Regions from separate parts of the Dromaius novaehollandiae genome. Here region 2 is linked to region 1. A link is a contact called in public Hi-C data. All regions are on one chromosome and are shown on one strand. The core of a region is the stretch at or near the end of the contact, and the rest is flanking DNA. Distances in the headings are between cores, read along the strand shown. Region 1 overlaps KLHL5 (kelch like family member 5). Region 2 holds the start of FAM114A1 (family with sequence similarity 114 member A1).

The links. A called contact is a pair of places that touch in the nucleus more often than the background predicts.
Region 2: a Hi-C map of liver shows a contact between it and region 1, with 4 times the contacts expected there. The contact joins the promoter of FAM114A1 here to the enhancer-like site in region 1. A contact is called at or near these places in 3 of 4 Hi-C or Micro-C datasets (brain, liver and ovary).

What each region holds. Positions count from the first base shown.
Region 1 is chr4:63,059,900-63,065,529 of bDroNov1.hap1, forward strand. KLHL5 (kelch like family member 5) reads right to left here. Exons shown (of 14, transcript XM_064511285.1): 7 at 4,236-4,422; 8 at 3,430-3,654; 9 at 2,963-3,125; 10 at 44-256. Among named protein-coding and RNA genes, the nearest start is that of WDR19, 12 kb to the left of the region's middle. Within about 2 kb of position 3,487, at least 2 of the 2 cell types and tissues checked have open chromatin away from gene starts, as enhancers often do.
Region 2 is chr4:63,177,565-63,184,123 of bDroNov1.hap1, forward strand. It overlaps FAM114A1 (family with sequence similarity 114 member A1), which reads right to left and starts at 4,448. Exons shown (of 16, transcript XM_026093639.2): 1 at 4,316-4,448; 2 at 2,612-2,811; 3 at 2,127-2,388; 4 at 1,580-1,929. The coding sequence starts at 1,921. LOC112979471 (toll-like receptor 6) reads left to right here and starts at 4,836. Exons shown (of 4, transcript XM_026093694.2): 1 at 4,836-5,061; 2 at 6,019-6,126. The coding sequence starts at 5,034.

The sequences.
Region 1 (5,630 bases), core at 2,237-4,736:
TTATTAGAATTACTAGCAGGATCCTTCTTCATCAGGATATTACCTTTCTACACAGTCTGAGAGCCTGGATGTTAAGTTTGATGCCGGGGCATCATGTCCACCTATTGAATACAAGAACCCATTCCAGGTAGTTACACCTACACCGCCTCTTCTTTTTGACATTTGAGCACAGAGGGTCCATTTGTTTGTATGAGGATCAAAACATTCTACTGACTTAAGACAAGAACTTCCATCTCGACCACCAACGGCATAAAGTCTACAAAGTTAAAAAAAAAAAAAAAAAAGAAAAAGAAAAGAAAAAGTATTAATATTACAAATATTGCCTGTCCACCGAAACATTACTTTGGAATAAAATGTGCAGGAACTTTTTTTGTACAGGACATAAGTTTCAAGTCATGTATGAAGGATATGTTTGTTAAAAAGGAGTTTGGAAGCAGACTTTCAATAGAACTTTCAATAGAACTTTCAATAGAACTTTCAATAGAACTTTCAATAGAACTTTCAATAGAACTTTCAATAGAACTTTCAATAGAACTTTCAATAGAACTTTCAATAGAACTTTCAATAGAACTTTCAATAGAACTTTCAATAGAACTTTCAATAGAACTTTCAATAGAACTTTCAATAGAACTTTCAATAGAACTTTCAATAGAACTTTCAATAGAACTTTCAATAGAACTTTCAATAGAACTTTCAATAGAACTTTCAATAGAACTTTCAATAGAACTTTCAATAGAACTTTCAATAGAACTTTCAATAGAACTTTCAATAGAACTTTCTGTTCCTAAAACTCAGACAGAAGATAAGATTTTGCTCCAGGCTTTTCCTATTGTCACAATTAAAACAGAATAAGAATAATTTATTGATTTTTAATTGATTATAACACCATTTATGTTCCAACTTGTCCACATAGCTAAGATTTTCAAAATTACCTAAGTGACTTGACAATCCAAGGCCCGTTTCTAGTGGGGTCATAGCGACAAATTCAGTAATGGATTTATGCATGTAAAATTCTGTCCTATGTCAATGTTGGTATGTAAGTATTTTTATGGATTTGAGCTTCAGTTTATAAATGGTAGCTCTAGATAATTCCCTCACATCCACTAGGTGGCCTAGTTTGCTCAGTTCTAGCATACAAAGGTTTCTGGCATTTTGTAATAACAAAGAATTTCAATTTTTTGTAAAATAAGGGTAGAAGAAAGACTGGAATTAGTAGCATTGCATCACTTGGGAATCTTTAAAAATAATCAGATAAGTGAATGTGATCAATTCTGGGCATTTATTTTTATGTTTATGAGCACTGTACACTTAGAAGCAGAAATACTGCATGCCCAGCACTTATTTTGAAAGGTAATGCAGAAAGCACTTTAAAAAAAGAAAGCAACACATCAGAAGTCAAGTCTAGTTTGAGAGATGACCTGAAATATCATTAATGAATTCCCTTCAGAACCTGAGGCAGATTATAGTATATATTATAGTTAAATAATCAAATATGCATTAGATACTGTATACGATGACAGTGTGAACATCTGGTAACAGTTACTACAGAGCACTATTCAAGATGTCCTCAGTTTGGGAAATACTCTTTTTTTGTTTGTTTGTTTTTAAAATGTAGTGACCAAACTTGAATGCAAACCTGTTGTAAATATGGGTGACCTAGTAGCTCTCAGTAATAATTTTAATACTCTCTTAAAAAAAAAATAGACACTTTTATGGAAGTATCCATGTTTAAGAACACAACTTGTTTAAGGTAAGGAATGTACTGAAGTATCTTGAAAAATTGTGTTGCAGTTCCAGAAAGTTTATGACTAAAAATCAATTCTTTATACAACACAGCATTTAAATGAACCCCTCAGCCCCCTAAAACATGACAGATTTTTGATCACTTATGCAGTGATTGAGCATTCAGGATGTGCAGAAGGATATATTCATTTCTGTATACGGAGATTTTGAGCAAATCATCTCAAAGATATCAAGTTAAAGACATACCATTACTAAAAAGTGCAGAAGTTACTAGTCCCACAGTTACAATGCAGTGACTTCGCATGCGTTTTCAGAGAAGTACTCAAGCGTTTTAGCTATAGCCATCTAGTGTTGCTGCCTATGTTAAGAGTCCAGGCTATCCTCTATAATAATAGAGAAATGTGAGGCTCTAATTCTGGTGATTTGTATCACACCTGGGACTCCCTACCAATTATTATATATAATTATATATAATTATATATATATAGGACCTAACCGAGGCATCTGAGACTGTAGTTCCACAGCAGCCAAAGCTATTCTGCTTGCTGGTTGTTCATGTTCTTCACCCAGGTCAGCATTCCCACTCATTCCTGCACTTGCTCCAGATCTCACAGGACCCTTTGTAGAAGCATTTAAAAACAAAAACAAAAGAACCTCAAGCTTTTTGCTAGCTTACAATATCCGAACAGCTCAAGGGAGGTTTGGCAAATGCCACAGAGGATACATAAGCAGGAAGTGGAAACTTGTGGTCAAGAGCATGATAGTATTTAGATTAGGTTTGGCTGCCAAAACACTAGTTAGATTCTTGGAGTCAGATAGTGTAAATATTCTGCCACAGCTACAATAATACTAATAGTTTAGATAAATGGACTACAAGGCTGGTGGAAAACTAGATGGACTGCTGGTCTCAAAATACTCTGATCAGCAGTACAAAATCCAGCTGGCAGCTGGTTCCTAGCAGTGTTCCTCCTAGGCTGACACCGGGGCTGATACTGTTTAATGTCTTCAATAACTCCCTGAAGAGATGGCTTCTTGTAAGTAAGTGATACCAAGGGGCGCTATGATGCTGTGGGGAGGCTTGCTTGGCCCAATATGGTATCTCTTCTGTAAATAGACTATGCTCTCAACATACATCTGTCAAGAGAAATACAGTCATTTAGGATGTTTCTCTAATTCCATTAAAATAATGAAAAAGAAAATGGAAGTTGCCTTCACATACTTTCCATTTAATATTGCTACCCCAACAGTGCTCCTTGGAGTTGACATGCTAGCTACAAAGTTCCACTGACGAGCTTGTGGATCCCATCTTTCTACTGTGTTCAGGTAGCTCCAGCCATCATGTCCTCCTACAGCATACATGGGACCTTCCAATACAGCTACTCCTTTAACAAAAAGAAAAGAAAGATAGATGGGCCTGGGGGGGGTGGGGGGGGCAGGGGAGAATCACATTCTCCTACCCACAGCCCAGCATGCACTTAAAAAAAAAAAAAAAAAAAAAAAATTCCTTTTAGCAGCCAATGCTAGATATAGTCTGGGGGGGGGGGGGGGGAGGAAGCGTTCAACAGGTCAACATTAAGACAAAGTTAATCTTTTCCCTAAAATTTAATTTTTAAATGTTTTTTAACCAATCTGAAAATAGCTAACCTTTTAAAAATAAGTATTCAACCTTTACAGAGCTCTACATACCAAGACCATGACGATGTGTGGACATAGGTGGCATTACACTCCAAGTTTTTGTTCTAGGGTTGTAGCACTCCACAGTATTCAGTGTTTTCAGTCCATCTCTGCCACCAACAACATACAATTTATCATCTAACACTGCAACTCCAAACTGTAATCTGCGTCCATTCATGTTTGCAACAGGGGTCCACATGTTGGTACGAAGTTCATACTTTTCAATGCTTGTAGCTCCTGATTGATAACACATGTAAGTTATAAAAAAAAGTTTGCTCCGAATTACCGGGATAGTTTTTATTTTAGCAATATGCTGATCCCACAAGAGCTTCAGCATGTTCTTAATTCTTTGTATATGAATACCAGATTTCTTCTAACTACTATTACATTTACAGTATGAAGCTTCTATAAAAAAAAATTCGGAGTGGCTCTGACAGAACTCTTCAAAAATTAGTCAAAAAGCATTTTTTGTTTTTATACATGCACACACCATCTTTGTGTTTTCTGTCATTTTCTTCCCTTTCCATATTACTTCCCAATCACATAAATAAAGATTAGTTTTCATTCAATTCAACATTTCACTACTCAGAAACCAGATACTCCCTTGATTTCAAAATCAGTAACACAAGCTTCCATAGTGCTTACAATATTATCAGTGCTACCTATTTTTTAACCTAATAAACAGTGTACATTTTTGAAGTTTCATGCTTGATACTGTAGAATCTTTCAATTTTATAATTGGCATGCTAGATTAACATTTATCAAGCATTTCTTTAAAAAAAAAAATCTTATCAACTAATTGTTATATAAACCAATACCTTTTGTTGCATCCATTCCTCCAACTGCAAACAACACTCCCACTGTAGATTTTCTAGGTTTGGTGCGAGGACTTTGTAACATAGGTCGTCTCTCTGGCAACAAATGGTACTTCATTGCTTCCATAATGAGTTTTTGACATTCGATGTCATCCCTAAAGAGTGCATTATTTTCCATATCTGCCAGAAACTGGAAAAAGAAGGAAAAGAAAATTAAAGAAGCTGAATTGCTATGAACCAGAAGAAGAATAAAAATAAAATCACAAGAAAACATTTTATCCAGAAATGTATATTGTCTAATTTAAAAACATATATATTTCAAAAAAAAGTCATATGAATAAGTGTAAAGACAAACTAGTAATAAACAAAATGAACAAAACACATTTTAAGATAGACCATTACATACAAAAAATAAAGGTGTGGGGGGGAGGCCATCATTTTAATGGACAATTTACACTTAATATTCCGAAGGAAGAAAACAAAATCTCCTAAGGTTCAAGTACCATTGCAAGTATGTTTAAAAAAAAAAACGAACAACCCAACTCCAGATATATAACTCAGTTTAACCTGGCTGATTCCAGAAACACCCTAAACCAGTGGTATATAAAAGACACTTCAAGATCAGGCTGGAGATTTTAATACAGATTCCATTCTTGACTCTGTCACTGACCCACAGTATGATATCGATTATTACATACCTTTGTGACATATTTTAAGATCATAAATGCTAGCAAATTTGAACAAGTGTTAAAATTTTAAATTGACTTAAATAAAATACAAGCTGAATAAAGACCACTATTAACACTTTTTAAATGAAAAAATTCTGGAGGCTTTTGTATTCCATATTTGTCAGATTATAGGAAAAACACTAGGTTAAGTGTCCCAACCGTAATTATTAGAAAGACTAGATGTCTGGGTTTTTTTTTTTTTTTTTTTTGAGCTGCAAGACATTTAGTATGGCCTAACAGAAAAAAAAGCAAGCAAAGCCTGGAATGTCCCAGAATGGGACTTTGAGAGTTAAAAGAACAAACAGGAACAGGCAAATGCCTCATACTTGCCATTGCAACATTCAAGCGCATTGTAAGTATCGTCTGCCAACTGGTAACAGGTACAAAAATGCTGTGAGATCAGGCATCAGGAGTACTGAAGAAACTTACAATGAAATAGCTGCACTACTATGGCGTGTATAGCTCTGGCTTAAAACTGCCTTAGGTCTAAAAGGTGGCAAATATAACATCCATGTTTCCAGAAGAGATGCAGATAATTACATACTTATGCTAAGCCTGACATCTCTGTATCAGGCAAATCAATAGAAACTATGACAGAGAACAGAATTAACAGATACACAGAGAATTCCAAAATACTTTCAACAAAATCCCTCAGTAAAGACTTTCAAGG
Region 2 (6,559 bases), core at 3,198-5,697, 120 kb after region 1:
ACCTGCCAGGCAACAGAATCCAGCATGTAATAAACGATGATACCAGCTTAAAAGGCTGTGTGATTGCTTACAAGGGTATGCAATTTACAAGTAGGCATTTTGTAATACAAGACTTCACGGATGATGATGCCTTCTGAAGAATGATTCTGAAGAGTCAGGGCTCATGTTTACAGACAAATAGCCCAGAATGACTAGTGACAAAAGTTTTGCCACCAGCTCCTCAGTAGGATGCTTATGCTTTTGTGCAGAGTAGTCGAAGCATAAAAAATATCATTCTTAACAAACTGCATGATGTTACTGTTCTCACCTCACCCTTTCTACCCTTCAGGAGGAAATCAAGGTCATCAACCTCATTTTGGTGTCTGTGAAACAGATCATTTGGCTGTTTCAATACAAAGGCAGATAAGCCAATTCAAACAGCCTTCCATAGTGAGTTAAACTAACCTTGCAGCCTTTGAGCTGAAGGGCCCCATAAAGTGTTCTGCAGGCTCCAACGTTATACAGTAAATTCTAGCTATAGAATTGTAACATCTGTTTGGGAAGGTGCTAATACCAGTGAAGTGGTATTAGCAGACATCTGTGCAGTGAAAATATGACTACGACTTTTATGACTATGAACAATTTTCAGTATTCCATATTTAAATAATACTAAGAAACTAGCTGCCTTGATAAAGCCTCCACTACATATCGCCTCTGCAGCTTTTGTTTTTTGAGTTAATTGTGAAGTATCCCAAGACAGCTCTGCATTCTGTACTGTATACATCCCCTGCAATCTCTTTGAGGTAGGTCACTGTCTCTGGTGGAGTGACTAAAATAAAGTTATTTTAACCTTTCCCAATGTGTAAACGCCTGAATGTTTTTCAGTGGAGATGTGAACCTCTTTTAGCAATGTCAGGTATATTGAATGCTATGTAGACTGTAAAAAATTTATTTTTGTTAGTTTTCTTCTATGAACTTCTTATAGTTACTCAAAGGACTCCCACAGGTCTGAGGATCACAAATTGAAAACCACTGGCCTAGAACAAAGGTCCCCAGTTTGACAGAGTCCTGTGAAATACACACTATTTAGGCTGTGAACTCCATGATTTGAAAATTAGAAAGTAAAAGATTTAGTACTGCAGATGCAATTAGAAAGTACAAGATTTAGTACTGCAGTTGTAACTTAAGTTCTGCCCTTTTTCAGGTCCATTCTGCGAAGTGAAGAAAGCAGGGGATCTGTACAGAGAATTAATAGTACATAACCAGATAACAAAATCACTGGAGTATTGTGTATCTTTACAAAATGGACTAGATTCTTAACAAGACTTAGGCTCTGACATGGTTTTATTGCATCCAGGCTAAAAAGACCAAATTTATATCATACTGGTGAAAAGACATCCAACTCTTCCTAGTTTCCAAAAGCTTGGCATTGCAATTTAATTAATTTTATTCCCATGTAGGCTCCCTGCATACAATTCCCTAAGTTTTTATATACATAAAACAGTGGTAACCACTGCAAACATTATGTACATTTTACAAAATTCTATTCTCCTTATAGGGCAGGGAAGGCAGCTTTTCTGGAAAAGAAAATCTTACTTACTGGACTGCTTTGCTCATGTAGTGTTTCCTCAGATTCAGATTCAGCATCAAGGCTTACAGTCTCATTGCACTCAGCGGGCATGTTTTCAGTCACCTCTCCATTGGAAGGCAGACTTTCAATTACTTTTTCAGTCAAAGGATTTTCAATAATAAATATGTCTCCTTCCTGTCCCTTACTGGCACACTGAGTGGCCTGTTCACCTCCATCTTGTGAAGGCGCAGGCAAGATCCCAGCTTCCACAAGGTGTGGCACTGTGTCGTGAGGCAATACATCGTTGCTGGGCATTTCCATTACTTCGGGTTTCTCTTCAGATGGGATGCCATCATGTATGTCTTCAGACATTTTCAATTCTGAATATAGAAAATAAATTAGTCTTTCTAAATTCCATGAGCCTTTGAATGAACCCAAAATATGAAGTGTTTCCCACAAGCTATTGCTGAAAAAAAAGGGGGGGAGCCTTGGCGTAAGGTCTCCTGAAGCATAGAGCCCTGTGGCACATGCATCTTGCCTGGTAATACCATAATTATACCTCGAGTACTCCATTCACCTTGCAGGATCACACTCCAGTATGAAGAGCAGCAATATTCTTTTGTTTTCCAAGATAAAGTTTGGTGAGGGAGAAAGGATGTTCATTTGTCTGGAGAAGTCAAATATGAGAGCTTCCACAAAATTAATTCCTGTGTTCTTTAGATGTGGCCACTGGGGAACAAGGACCATCTGACCTGCAATGCCACTGGAATACAATGACCAAGCAGCTCTTGGTCTCATTTTCATCACTTCCAAATACAGAGGCTCCTATAGCCTGATGACTGATGGAGAAGAGGATGACAGAGAGTCAATAAAAGTATGTGACTACAACTGTGCTGACATTAACATAATGGAGAAAGCACATAATTTGAGAATATTCAAATTCTCAGTTGGCTGAGAATCCACGAAGGGAAGAAATGGCCTCTGAGCAAGTGCTGCAGCTGATTAAGGAGCAGCACTGGCAGAGTCCAACAGGAATACTGTACAGTGATTACTACTACTTACTTGTTGGCAACAATAGTATGCCTGGCACTGTACTCAGAAGATAACCCTTGACAGAGAGCTGTCACTGCAAGGTCTTGTCTATATGCAGAGTTGCATGGCAAAACTCGAGCAATTCTCTCTGTAGATCATGTCTTTTCATTGACTTCCATATGAATTAAATATGGTCCAAAGCTTTGTACCTGTTAGGAAGGACTGGGGCTCTAAAAGAGATTGAGGAATAGAAAAAAAGGCAAGAAGCAAAGTGTAAAACTGATTTAGAAGAACTCCTCCTGAGAAAGATGGATTTAAATTAGCGTAGTTTATTAAAGTCTATAGAAGCAGGCACATCTGTGGCTTTAGCAGCTTATCTAATTTGAATGTAGATCAGCTGTTTGAACGGTTCCCAAGAATAGCATTCAGGATCACTGAATAAGAGACATAAATAAGTAAGCACTTGATGCTACTTATATTACTTCAGTTTACACCGTAACTGAATTACCTTTAAAAGACACGTGTTTACAAGTCAGAATCTTTACATCTGCCACAAGTATTTGCAGCGTTCCATTACAAATATAGCAAATACTAAACAAATGCTTAAAATACAGGTAAATACTGCCATTGTTTTAACAGTGCTTGTTGCATGATGGGCAGCATTGCCTAAACAAAATTTTTCTGTCTGTAAACCAAATTCCACTGTCAGATGTGAGCAACTTCTACTAAAATCTATAAATCCTGAGAGTATGTGTGTATATATATAGCTTCAGGATATACATCTGCATCAGGATAAGATCTGAGGAAGAACAGACACACCATGAGGAAAATTCTCCAAAGAGCGCATAATTTAACATGCGCACCAATTACAAACGTGTGCATAATTGTTTGTGGGACTGGGCCGTATACTAGAAAACCCTCAAGGCCAACAGTTCTCTGTTACATGGCTCTCGCGGGAGCAAAGCACGTAACAAAGCAAATCCCCAAATCAGTTAAAAACCAGAAATCCGTCTTCTTGAACACGGGGTAAGGTGTCGTTCAAGCTGTCGTTCGTGGGACTCTCCGGATGTGAATCAGCTCAGGAAACTCTGCTGAGGGAATTATTCTGCACGGTTCAAGGGGAGTGTGTCACGACCGGCCTCGCAGACAGCTGTACGTGAGCACCCTGGCTGCAGCGGGCGGCCGGGCCGGGCAAGCGGCCTCCCGCCGACCCCTGCCCCCGCCGCGGCTCACTGACACCTGCCGACCCGCACCCCGAGGCGCGGCAGCCGCCTGCCGGGCTCAACCCCGCCTCGAAAGCAAAGCCAAGCGCCGACGGGCACCTCCAAGCACAAAGGAGCGCCTCCGGGCGGGATAGCCGCTTTTTCTGCCTGCGAAGGGGTGACTCCCCGCGGCGCCCCGCGCCCCGCGCCCCCTCGCTCGACGCCCGCTGTCACGGGGCGCCGCTCCGCCAGCGGCGGTGCCGGCACGGGCAGCGGAGAGGAGGCGCCTGCGGAGCCCTACGGACCGGGTCCGCGCGCTGCCGCCGCCCCGCCCGGGAGCCCCCGGCCCGCCGCCACCTGCCCTGCGCTCGGCGGATAAAGGGGGAGCAGCCCGCGCGCCGCCCCCTCGGGCCGCCGGTGACCACAGCTTCCCTTTTCGCTGTTCTTGTTTTTTCTCTGGGGCAGAGGAATTTGCGAGAAGCCCGCAGGCAGTTTCGAGAGTGGCAGAAGCAGAAATCCCGTTGCGCCTTACCGCTCAGCAGTCCCCTTGCCGGCGCGCCCCCCGCTCCTCGCCTTCCCCTCCCCGCCCCGCCACGTCGGCAGCAGCGGGGGGAGGAGGCCGGCAGCCGCGGGCCGGCCGGGCCGGGCGGCGGGGAGGGACAGAGGGAGGAGGCAGCGGGGAAAGGAGGGTGCGCTGAGTCCCTCGGAGGGGCCGCCCGTTGCGAGGGGGCTGTCAGGGAGGGCGGGAGCGCTGGCCCTCCGCGGGGAGCTGCCCGGGCTGCGAGCGCCGCCCGCGGGCCGCCCTGGCCGCCATTATCGCCCCTCCACGGCGGGGAGCGGCGGCTCGCTTCGAGCGCGGGAGCAGCTGTGTGCCGGGCCCCGGGGCGCCCCCCCGCCGCAGGGCCGCAGCCCCCAGCGGAGCCGCAGGCCTCCAGCTCGCCGCCGTTGCCTGCGGGGAGCTGAGCGGCGGGAGGAGGGGAGGCGAGCGCGGCCGGCCGCCGCGGGAAATGGTGGCGGCTCGGGCGGGCGGGGGCGGCGGGGTGGCGGTTGCCCTGAGGCGAGGGGAGCGCGCCTGAGTGTGGGCGCTGCGCTGGCGTCCGAGCAGGACTTGCTTGGTTTGGTAGAAAGTTTAATCCTTCCTCAAAACAAGCCGAAGCTAAACCCGGAGTGAAGTGCGTGGCTGCAGAATTAAGCAACTGAGATTTGGCTTTTCAGATACCACTTCGCATCCCAAGTCTATCTGTGTTTACATGAAACGGGCTAAAGGAAGCTTAAGAGGTGTGTACACAATTTTCCCGTAAGTTGCTGGCTGCGGCCGTCTCGTGTGAAATACGTCATTAAACAAGGAGATTGCAGACTCTTGCCCAACAGCTTGTGGTTCTTGTTTTTGTCTAATTCCTCACACCCTTTCCTCGTTTTACTTCCTCATTTTAACGCAAAGCATACCCTTTTACTGCAATGAAAGGCAATTTGGGATTCATTGCTGAAGAAAGGAAGAAAAATGCTATTACCATAGGGAACATAAGAATATATTTTATGAGTCACTGAGGAGGTCACTGTAAGACGTTACAAAATAAAACCCAGTTTTGGGAAACGTGCTTCACGGCAAGATGAATAAAGCTGTGTAACTTACATATTTATCAAGCAAAATTTCTCCAGTTTCACATTAAGGTAGGTAATAGCAGAACAAATGTTTATGTCACCAAAAAATATTATAAATGATAGTCTTATTTCTAAGTGATAATGTAAATAACATTGGTAGTTCTAGCATTTTCTTTTAGGTTAATTAGTTCATCTTTTTATTAATTTATTAATGTTTTTATATATTTATGGAACACAAATCTGGAGCGATACTGAAGATTTACCTTTGCCTGGCACTGGAGTTTGCAGAAGAGTAAAGTCAAACTTCCAGGGAACCATGACAGAGGAGGCTTTGTAACTGGAGATTTTCTTTCCTCATGACGGATGATAATTTTGACTGTAAAGCAGACAGATTCTCTAGAAGTTCATGCATGTTTTAGACATGAAAGGCAGTACTAATCACTATTATAATAAAAATGTTTTTGTTCAGGATGAACAAACATTGCAAATGAGTAAATGTATGTATCTGGCTGTGGGATAGAAGGATGTATTTGTTTCCTAAGTAGAAATGACTTTAACCACATTTAGCACTTTAACTTTCTGATTTTCTTTCCCTTTTCAGTCACTAATTTCACTTATATTTTCTCACTGCAGTAACGTTGCAAACAGTTTTTTGGAACACAGTTTACACAGATAATGGACAACAAATAGAGATGGGAATTCCTCAACTTAATTCAACTTTCACTAAAGTTCATTCATACTGTAAGTGGCGTGCCGTCCTCTTTCTAGTGTTTCCGTGATGGGCTTTAGAAAGGATACTTGTCTTTTAACAAATAGATAAATATAAAGAAAAGATGGAAGGAAACAAGTGCATTATGTGAAGTAATTTGACCACTTTTAACAATACACATAAGTATGCATAACTTTGGGGAATATATTCATCTTCTTCCAGTGACTGTACTGGTAAATCTGTGTGGTAAGTGTGAGGGTTAATGGCATACAATTTATGATAATATGCTTACTTTGCTTTTTGACTTATGCTTTATCCATCTTTATAGTATGTAGGCCCAACTGTAAAACTCAAACTATGCCAATGGCCAGCCAATACTGTCATTTAATGAAAGAGATACTCCCCAATAATAGTCTCTAACTTACAGCAGTTATTACATGTTAAAGAAAAGTACATCTTGTTCTG